Linked DNA regions of Mus musculus: region 1 is linked to region 2. The links are chromatin contacts, called in public promoter capture Hi-C maps. All regions are on one chromosome and are shown on one strand. The core of a region is the stretch at or near the end of the contact, and the rest is flanking DNA. Distances in the headings are between cores, read along the strand shown. Region 1 overlaps Lclat1 (lysocardiolipin acyltransferase 1). Region 2 has its middle 31 kb from the start of Lbh.

The links. Promoter capture Hi-C pulls out the DNA fragments that hold promoters and counts their contacts.
Region 1: a contact with region 2 is called in a promoter capture Hi-C map of the HPC-7 cell line. The contact joins two enhancer-like sites. A contact is called at or near these places in 4 of 39 promoter capture datasets (the C10 cell line, the HPC-7 cell line, HPC-7-derived erythroid cells and 1 more), 1 of 15 datasets of contacts at CTCF or cohesin (large pre-B cells), 3 of 115 datasets of contacts at active chromatin or transcription factors (DN3 thymocytes, double positive thymocytes and large pre-B cells) and 1 of 9 other capture datasets (liver).

The regions. Positions count from the first base shown.
Region 1 is chr17:73,194,846-73,199,802 of GRCm38.p6, reverse strand. Lclat1 (lysocardiolipin acyltransferase 1) reads right to left here. Exons shown (of 6, transcript NM_001177967.1): 5 at 3,008-3,124. Among named protein-coding and RNA genes, the nearest start is that of E330032C10Rik, 54 kb to the left of the region's middle. Within about 2 kb of position 2,497, at least 17 of the 459 cell types and tissues checked have an H3K27ac peak or open chromatin away from gene starts, as enhancers often do. A contact at or near this core is called in the HPC-7 cell line, where this site is marked.
Region 2 is chr17:72,946,613-72,951,132 of GRCm38.p6, reverse strand. No RefSeq gene overlaps it. Among named protein-coding and RNA genes, the nearest start is that of Lbh, 31 kb to the right of the region's middle. Within about 2 kb of position 2,757, at least 87 of the 459 cell types and tissues checked have an H3K27ac peak or open chromatin away from gene starts, as enhancers often do. A contact at or near this core is called in the HPC-7 cell line, where this site is marked.

The DNA.
Region 1 (4,957 bases), core at 1,248-3,747, 250 kb before region 2:
AAACTTAACACTTAACATGCATGTTAATGTAGACAGTTTTCAATGTGTATTATTCTTATCTCTAACCATTAAGACAATAAACTTCTTGAAGATAATCATATTTCAAATTGGATCATACTCTGAAACAAATGTTTTTTATCTCTTACTCTGGGTAGTCTAGCCTAATTTCAACTTGTTTCAATAAGACTCAGTGCTTTCAAATGTGCACACCTGTGCCTCCTCCTGGTGAAAATAATTATTACAATAGCCATCATCTATAATAAAACTTTACCAGACATTATGATGAATAGTGTTTGCAGACAGTGATTTCAAGGCTGAAGATAACATTATACATTTTATTATAACATATAGTTAAAAAGGAATTTCTTTCCCCTAAGTTGGTAACTAGTTTTGAGACTGGATTATTTCCATTTTTAAACACACACATACACACACACACACACACACACACACACACACACACATACACACACACTCATACCCCCACACACACTCGCATAATGGAAGTTTCTGTGGTTTCTGTGATTAGACGCCTGTATGACTTGCTGGTAACAAGGACCTATGAGTATAATATATAAAGTTTTGAAAAGCATGCTAGGAAAATAGCTTGTACTTACCACTTTCTGGCATATTTTAAGAGTCAACACAACTAATGCTGATTCATTTGCAGGGCGATTCCACATCCCCCAAAAAGAAAGACTCTAGCAGAATGATAAACCATGTACACAGATGGTACAACGGAAGGCACTCAGGGCAAACCCTGTGGTTACTGTTGCAAACAACCCTACTTACATAGTTAGCGTCACATTGCCAAGTATTCTCAGCCCTGGTAAACCGAGTCTAAAGAAAAACATGGGCTCCTTTCCTTGTTCTCTCTCCGCTCTAGCTAAATAATGCTTGCTCTCTGATTTCTGAGTTCGAGGCCAGCCTGGTCTACAAAGTGAGTTCCAGGAGAGCCAGGACTACACAGAGAAACCCTGTCTCAAAAATAAATAGATAGATAGATAGATAGATAGATAGATAGATAGATAGATAGATAGATAGATAGATAGATAGAGCTTGCTCTCGCTTTATCCTTAACTCCTGATGTTCTAAGTCACGTTTGCCTGCCCACACTTCCTAGCAACAGACAGCAGCCACACTGAGCTCCGCTGCAAGTGAGAATCATGAAAGCGGTGCTTTAGGTTGATTATTTTAATGTGTGGCTCCTGGGGGTCCATTGAAATACTGCTGAAATGTGGTTATAATGGTCATTTGTTATACCAGCAAGCTTTCTTTTCACAGGGTACTGTAAAAGCAGATCTTCAAGGCTTAAAGATCAGAAAGCTGAGCTGGGCCTCCTTGAGTCTTACATTCCTTTCCTAAAAGAATGCTGTGTGCCAGGCAGTGGTGGCGCATGCCTTTGATCTCAGTACTCGGGAGGCAGGTTTCTGAGTTCGAGGCCAGCCTGGTCTACAGAGTGAGTTCCAGGACAGCCAGGGCTATACAGAGAAACCCTGTCTCAAAAAAAAAAAAAAATGCTGTGGACTCAGTGGCCTCTTAGACCCTCTTTACTGTGACCCTTGGTGCAGATCTCACTTCTGCCAAAAGACCAAATCTGTCCTCAACACTGTAGTGTGCCTCCTCAGTCCACGCCTGCTCCTGCTGTCACCTTGCAGCATCCCACACCTACCTGAGACCATTACCCTTCCATTATCCTTTGCCTGCCTTTCTTTTCAATCCTCTCTTAAAACCACGCAGCTCACTCCTGCTAAGGTGTCTTTGTGGCTTGGAGACTAACTCCTATTATACTATAAATGAGAGCATATGCTACTCAGTCTCACACTATCCAGCAACTGATGACTTTCTTCCTCTTGCTGTCTGCCCTTGCTCTGTGTGATACTTGAGAACTGCTCTGCAGGCTTCTAAAGAGGAAGTAAACTTTACACTACAAACAGTGCAATGCCCCACACTTGTAAAAACTCAATGTTAGTGGCTGTTGTTACTACTTTAACAAGCATCAACATGTTTTTTCTTTTCACTATAGTATATAGGTTTCTAGTCCACAATTCTAAATGAAATAAGCAGAATTATCATCTGTCTTTCTCCTTTTTAAATGATAAACTGGCTGTGGGGAGTCAGTCACCAGTTCTGGCAGGGAACAATTAATTACTACTTGTGGCTCCTGACTAGTGTTCTGAGTATCAACTAGGCAATATACACTTCAAGTGTGCAACAAAGTTAACCAGGTTGCTAGTAGATATTTTCTAGATGGGTAGTCAACTATAAAACAATCTCCATTATCTTGTCTGTACTTAGGATAATTGTGTGAGTAAAAGTCATTTTCTATTAACTAAGAAATACAGTAATGTGCTAGCTTCCCAGTTAAAGAAATGACTAAATGCATGAAATGGAAACCATACTGTGGACTGAGAAGAGTAAGTCTAAGTTAGAGAGAGGAGAGACAGAAGTGAGAACACAGGCACTACCTGAATGCCTTCGTGCCATTCTGCACAGATACAGAGACAAAGACTTCCACCTTTACAAGCTTCTACAAGCTGATGGCAGAGGTGTGCAGTAGGCATTGGCAACGCAAAAGTCAAGACCACAGACCACATCTTAGTAGTTATAATCACAGAATTTCAAAAATAACCCAAACTGACCATAGACAGGTTTGGTCTTACCATCCCAATGTGATTCTAGGCTGGTAGCAAATATTTCTTCAAAATCACGGTACTTCGATGTAAAAGGCTCCATTTTAGCAAATTATAGTTTGTATCTTAAAACACATCAGACTCAAAGAACAGTGATGCCATTTAAGGAAAGACACTTTCTCTTACTTGAGGTTTCAAGGCCTTTCATGTTAGGCACAGGCAATTTTATGACATGAAACATTTAGAAGAGGAAGGTGACTATTTGTCACAGGTCATTGGATTCATATGGCTCACTACACGTCAGATATACATACACAGCTCAGCGATTTGTGTCACATTTATTTCAAACCACACATTTTAAGATCAGAACTTACCTTCTCTTAGGCGGTCCACCACAAAGGTAAAGCCAGTGGTTCTTGGGTGTAAAACATACTCATATTTCTGAAGTCCGTTCTTCTCAGCAAAATCATTACTCCTAGCCTTATTATTTTCTAGACAAAAAGAATAGACTGTTAGGAGCCATAAGGTAAAAGCTAAGGAAAAACATTAAGCACTTCTTGTACAAAAATAACACTTATGACCAGGTATGATGGTGACACCTTCAATCACAGAATTCGGGAGGCAGAGACAGGCAGATTTACAGGAGTTCATGACCAGCTTAGTGTACACAGTGAATTCCAGGCTAGCCACTACACTGTGAGACCCTGCATATGCCCAGAAGGCACTTTTCTGTTGTTACACAGTATACAAAGACAACGCAAACATTCTGAGTATGTGTATGAGTGCTTTGCCTGCATGTCTGTGTGACAGTGTGCAGTGTCCAAGGAGGCCAGAAGAGGGCATCAGATCCTCTGGAACTGGAGTTACAGATTTAGGCCCCAAATCAGGTCCTCTACAAGAATATCAAATGCTCTTAACCACTGGGCCATTTATCCAGCCCACAATGCAAACATTTGAGATAATCCCTTACAAATATCTGAAGTTGGCTGGGTGGGGGGGTGGGTAGGTAGGTAGGTAGGTAGGTAGGTATATAGGTTGATAGAGACAGATGTAAATTTACGTTATGAATAAGCCTTAATATCCTTAAATTTATATCCCAACTTTAAAATTACTTAGGTGGCTTAAAAAAAACTGATATGAAATGAAAATTGAGATATAAAAACAAAAAACTAATTAGCTAAAGTTTTCACTAAAGACCATCTTTATGTGAGGTGGGGATGTTCAATGTCACTTGTCTGCCACGTGCAAGGCCCCTTAGGTTCAATCCCAAGCAGCACTAAGAATCATAAAATCCTGACATAAGAACAATTTAAACGTAAAAGACTAATAACATGAAAAATTAACAAAATACAAAATCTAAACACCCTGAAGAAATAACTAGCAATCAAATCAACATTTTTTTTAATCCAATAATTTGGGCTTTGAAAGCAAAATAAAATACCTGCCTTGCTCAAGCACAGAGTGGCTAATATTACCCAGACCACTGCACAGCAAAATAGACACATGATTAGCACATCATGTACACACATCTGAACATGATTTGGCTGAATATAGTTACAGAGACAAGTATATGTTCCAATTGTTGGCAATAACTTCTTTTTCCATTCCATGAGGTCACTTTACAAATTCCAAGAAGAACCAAACTCGTTACTCAGCAAATACAACTGGAAAATAAAGTGTTCAAAAATTTGGCCTTGACTAGTAGAGATCATGAAATATCTTCTGATGACAGCAAATGTTAGGACATGTAATTCTCAGCTCTGTTTGGAAATTTACAGACTAGTACAAAAAAATTTATCTATATAAACACAACTTTCCTAGGAGTAAATTTAAGATCAGTGAGTTCTCTAGCCCTCCAGCAACCACAGATGTATCCCACAACACAATATCCAGTAGATAATCTTACAGAAGGGGCTGTGTCATTTCTATCAGAGGCACTGAGTCAAATGCCCACAGCTCTCCCAACAATACAAGGAGAGACCTTGGACATGGAAATCAGTAAGCTATTCTGCATCTGCTGTGAATGTCCTGGGCACGAGCAGACTAGTGGCAGCATTTCTGTTGCAACTAGCTGCAGACCTTAAAGGGGACAAGGAGCCCAGAGACATCGGAGAGATGCGACCTCTCATCAGCTTGTTGTCAGGATCAGTGACTCTGAGGGTTTTCACGTGAAAATCAAGTCTGATGTAGATGTGGAGACAAATATACACAACGCTAAAATGTACGGTTTGGGACACACTATGGGACAAATCAGTGTGGTGATGTTCCGCCCCTCACTTCACCCACCCCTTCCCAGACCATCATTATTAGTAACTGCACTGGCA
Region 2 (4,520 bases), core at 1,508-4,007:
TCCAAGTAGAGTGAAAAGCCATACTGGCCTGCTCTGGGATAGATATCCTCACTTCATTAGTGAAAGTTCTGTGTCTCAGGGAGCCTCTAAGATCAAGATAAATGGGCTACCAGTCCATCACCCTATTCCCAAGTCTGGGGCTGTGGGTGGCACTTAGATAGGCTGACTTACCTACCCCACAAAGGGAACCCACAACACGCCAAAGTATTCGCTGCACCAAAGTCCAACTTGGTGACAAGACCCCCACTCCATCACAGGTGACAACCCCACCCCCACCCATCACAGGTGACAACCCCACCCCCACCCCATCACAGGTGACAATTCACAAAGGCTGCACAACTGGCAGGCATCTCTACAGGTCTGGGAGTCTGCTTTCCACAGTTCCACAGCCCAGCTGGTCAGCGTCTCCTTTCCCAGCAGTCAACTGCTCCTCCTATAAAGCTTGGGATGGGGCTCAAATCTTGCATGTTTTATTTGCCTCCTGTGATGGTTTATATAAGCTTGGCTCAAGGAGTGGCATTATTAGAAGGTGTGATCCTGTTGTAGGTGTGGCCTGTTGAAGTAGGTGTGTCTTTGTGGGTGTAGGATTTAAGACCCTCATCCTAGCTGCCTGGAAACCAATATTCTTCTAGCAGCCTTCAGATGAAGATGTAGAGCTCTCAGTTCCTGCCTGGATGTTGCCATGCTCCTGCCTTGATGATAACGAACTAAACCTCTGAACCTGTAAGCCAGCCCCAATTAAATGTTGTCCTTATAAGAGTTGTCTTGGTCATGGTGTCTGTTCACAGCAGTAAAACCCCAAGACACCTCCTGAGTCTCATGAGTCTCCCTCTCACCTGACCTCAATTCTAGAGATCACCTGCTATACATCAGGTGCACGCCTAGGAAAGCACGGCTCCATTAGCAGCTTATTTGGTTTGGTAGATGGACTCTCATCGTGGTTAGAAGTGGACCAGGCATTCAGAGAAAGAAACAAGGTGGCAGCTACCAGTTCCTCACTACCCCAAGTTCCACAAGCTCTCCCTGGCTTCTCAGTCATGCCTCTTGTGTAACTTCCACCCATGGATTACCTCCAGGTTACTGTGCAGTTGTTGATTTTCTTGTTTTTCCCTGGGCCTTATGGAATAGGGGTACATCCTCCTTGCCTTTGTACACGGCTATGGCTCTGCTCAGGGTCACAGTACCACCAGTTTTTAGGCAAGAAGGGAGGGAGGGACGGAGGGAGGGACAGAGGGATTCTTTTGCGCGTCGTGAATCATTTCAGAAACTTGAGGGAGTTTTGATTCTCCTTTCAGAATAATGCTTTAAATACCCTAAGATGCAGGAAGCTGCAAAGAACATCAATTCTGCTAAGATGCAGCTATTGAAAGATATTTTAGAAACACATAGATACATGGAAAAGTCCTACATCTCCTCTTTCTTAAAGCACTGCACGGTACAATCCAGCAGCAGGTGTGTTTTGAGGTTGCCATGACGACAAGTGTTATTTCATGATGCCCACAACAAGTGTGGCATGAAAAAAAAAAAAAAAGAAAGCACTCGTGACTTCTGCTGGTGAAAAGCGGGTCCCGCTGACATTGCTGTGGCTTGTCCCCTACACCCCTGATGGCAGGAAATGCTAAACTTCACTTAATTGTTTATGACAACATACATGTCAATTTGTTCTTTCTCTCAAACTCCTGAGTGGTGTGGATGCCTGTTCAAGAAACGCTACAGAAACTAATGAAAAGCAAGCAAATGCACCTTGCAAACTCACAATGTCCTCCTGAGCACTGTTCATCACTGAGGGATGTGGTGGTTTCTAAGACAGGCAAGAGAAGTTGAAAGCAAGGCTTAAACTGGCTCACTCACGAGCCACCATACTCTGAGACCAGGCAGAAATGAAACCTCCAGCTCTTTGTTTTCTGAGAGTGGAGTCTTCTAGGTAAGTTGTCTACTAAGGTAATGAGCCTTGGGGTTAAAGTGTGAGCAGGCATTAGCTAAGGAGAGGGCTTCTCGCTGTCCCCAGAGCACCCTCTGGAGGGGTGATCCTTTGAGTAAAAGCTGCTAACCCGGCTTTCGCATAGAGAATAAGGATGCATCCCCAACCACAAGGTCTTAAAATGAGTGACTTTTTAATATTATTCTTTGTGTGTGTGTGTGTGTGTGTGTGTGTGTGTGTGTGTGTGTGTGTGTGTGTCTTCAGTTGCCTCTCCACTGTAGTTTTTTAATCAGGATCTCTCACTGAACCTGGAGTCTCACCAGTACAGCTAGACTACCTAGCTAGCCAGGAGCCTCAGGGAACCTCCTGTCTCTGCCTCCCTGGCCCTGGGATTACAGTGTCATGCCTAGCTTTTTTTATGGAAGCACTGAGAATCCAAACTAAAGTCCTACTTTTGAGACAAACACTTTACCATCTGAACCATTTGCCCAGTCCATAGCACGAGTCATTAAAAAACAAAACAAAGCAAAAACAAACAAACAAACAAAGCCATCCTAGGCTAAGGAATAAACAGGTGAACAGAGACTCTATACCTAGAGGATCCCACTCCTGGTTCCAGGTCCTGATATCCTTGGGTAGGAAAACTGACCTTTAATTGTAGAACAGGAAATTGTGGCTCCACATAGTGTCAACTGCATGATCCCAAACCCAGCCCCTTGACATGAGAGCCCCCTACATGGTGTGTTCTTCCTTGCCCCTGCACAGCAGGGCCGAGACCGTGAGGTTATTTTTATCTTGCAGTGCTGGTTGTCTGGTAAAGGTTGTGGTGGGCTCCCGAGGCAGCTAGCTTGCAGCGAATTTCCGGTGGAGCTTTCTCCTTCTCATGCACGCTGCCTCTGTCCTCCAGGCTCTGGTGGCACTTGCTTCCTGTAGCTCACCCTTAGCCTTGGAGGAGAACAGGGGACAGAGGTCTGCTGAGCCCTTCACCCTCACCCTGTGCCCGTACCCTGCCTGGGCTGCCCCAGATCCATTTCCCGTGCAGAGAGGGTTCTCGGGGTACTTATCCTCCCCCCCTCCCAATTGTGACTCTCTTATATACAACTTTCTAGAGAGCTAGATTCACCAGGTTGGTGCTTAAGCATTTGACTGTGAGACACAGCAAATATATATATATCCAGCACAGATAGCCACCCACATCCATGGAGAAAACCAACATTCCCAAAAAAAATATATAGTTGCTGTTTCTTCTTCTGTTGTCCTCTGACCCCCCTTTTTTTTTTCTTTCTTGAAAAAATCTTGGTTGCAACCCCACAAATAAGCAAGTTGATTTTTACAACTATTTTGAGTCATTATTCAGTTTGAAAAAAATACTGTACCAGATATTTGTTTTGCGGTAGTTTTTCTTTCCTGACCTGGGGATAGCTCTTGCTTTTGAGATAGGCTCATTCCTTTAATTAAAAAAAAGAAAAAAAAAAAAAAAAAAGGAATCTAAGTCTGTGTTCTTATGACTTAGGAGGTGAATATTTGGGATTCCAGAGATGTGCTCAGCAGAGTCAAATTTGGTCCCATGCCAGTTTTATGAAGTTGGCCGCAGAGAAAGCATTTGCTCCTTGGTAACTGGGGACATTAAACTAGAGGGGCTGCATTTCTTACTTGCTCTTTCTCTCAGCTAGCTGGCTGTTAACACATTTACTAGTATATAATTGATTCTAGTACTGCTCTTTTTTTCCTCTTTTTTTGGTTGCAAACACAGTGTATTGTGAAGCTCTCTGGCATCAGCTTCCTTGTTGATGAGATACATCGAAAATGTCCTCTTAACAGAGAAGAATAGCAAAATGCAAATCATCAATTTGCTGCCCAATGGGACTTGAAAGATGAAGACCCTGCATTCTACTGCTGTTCATCATCGCCACCGTTGCTAGTTATGTGAAACAAGATCATTTCCTATATGCAAAGCCACACTTTGCAGAAGTGTGGTCAGAGATGGGAGAAATGGAGGGGGGCAGAGCTCTGTAAATGGGAGCCAGACAGAGAGAAGAATAAATTTGTTCTGTTTCTTTAGTTGGTTTTTCTCCGGCAGAAAAGGGCAAGGAAACATTGCAAATCAACGGCTGTGCAATGTAAGCCTGCCATCCAGGTACTGAGAGAGAGACATGAGTCTCCCTCTCTCCTGACCTCAATGCTAGAGATCACCTGCTATACATCAGGTGCACGCCTAGGAAAGCGCGGCTCCATTAGCAGCTTCTTTGGTTTGGTAGATGGACTCTCATCTTGGTTAGAAGTGGATCAGGCATTTGGACCAGAGAGAGAGAGAGAGAGAGAGAGAGAGAGAGAGAGAGAGAGAGAGAAGGGGATTCTACCAAATGAATGTTGTGAGTCACTGATTCTCAAGTGTCTAGTGCAAAGGTGTTATGGTCCCCACAGCAATCCAATCCCAGGTCCTGATGGCCCCTCCACAGCACAGATGTCTCTGCCTGGGGAGAGGAGAGATTGAACCTGGCAAAGTTGGGGCCTCTGTCCATTCATCACTGTCTGAGATCACACAGACATGGTCCATAACCTTTTTGCTCCACACTGAAAAAGACTGGGGATGTGTTAG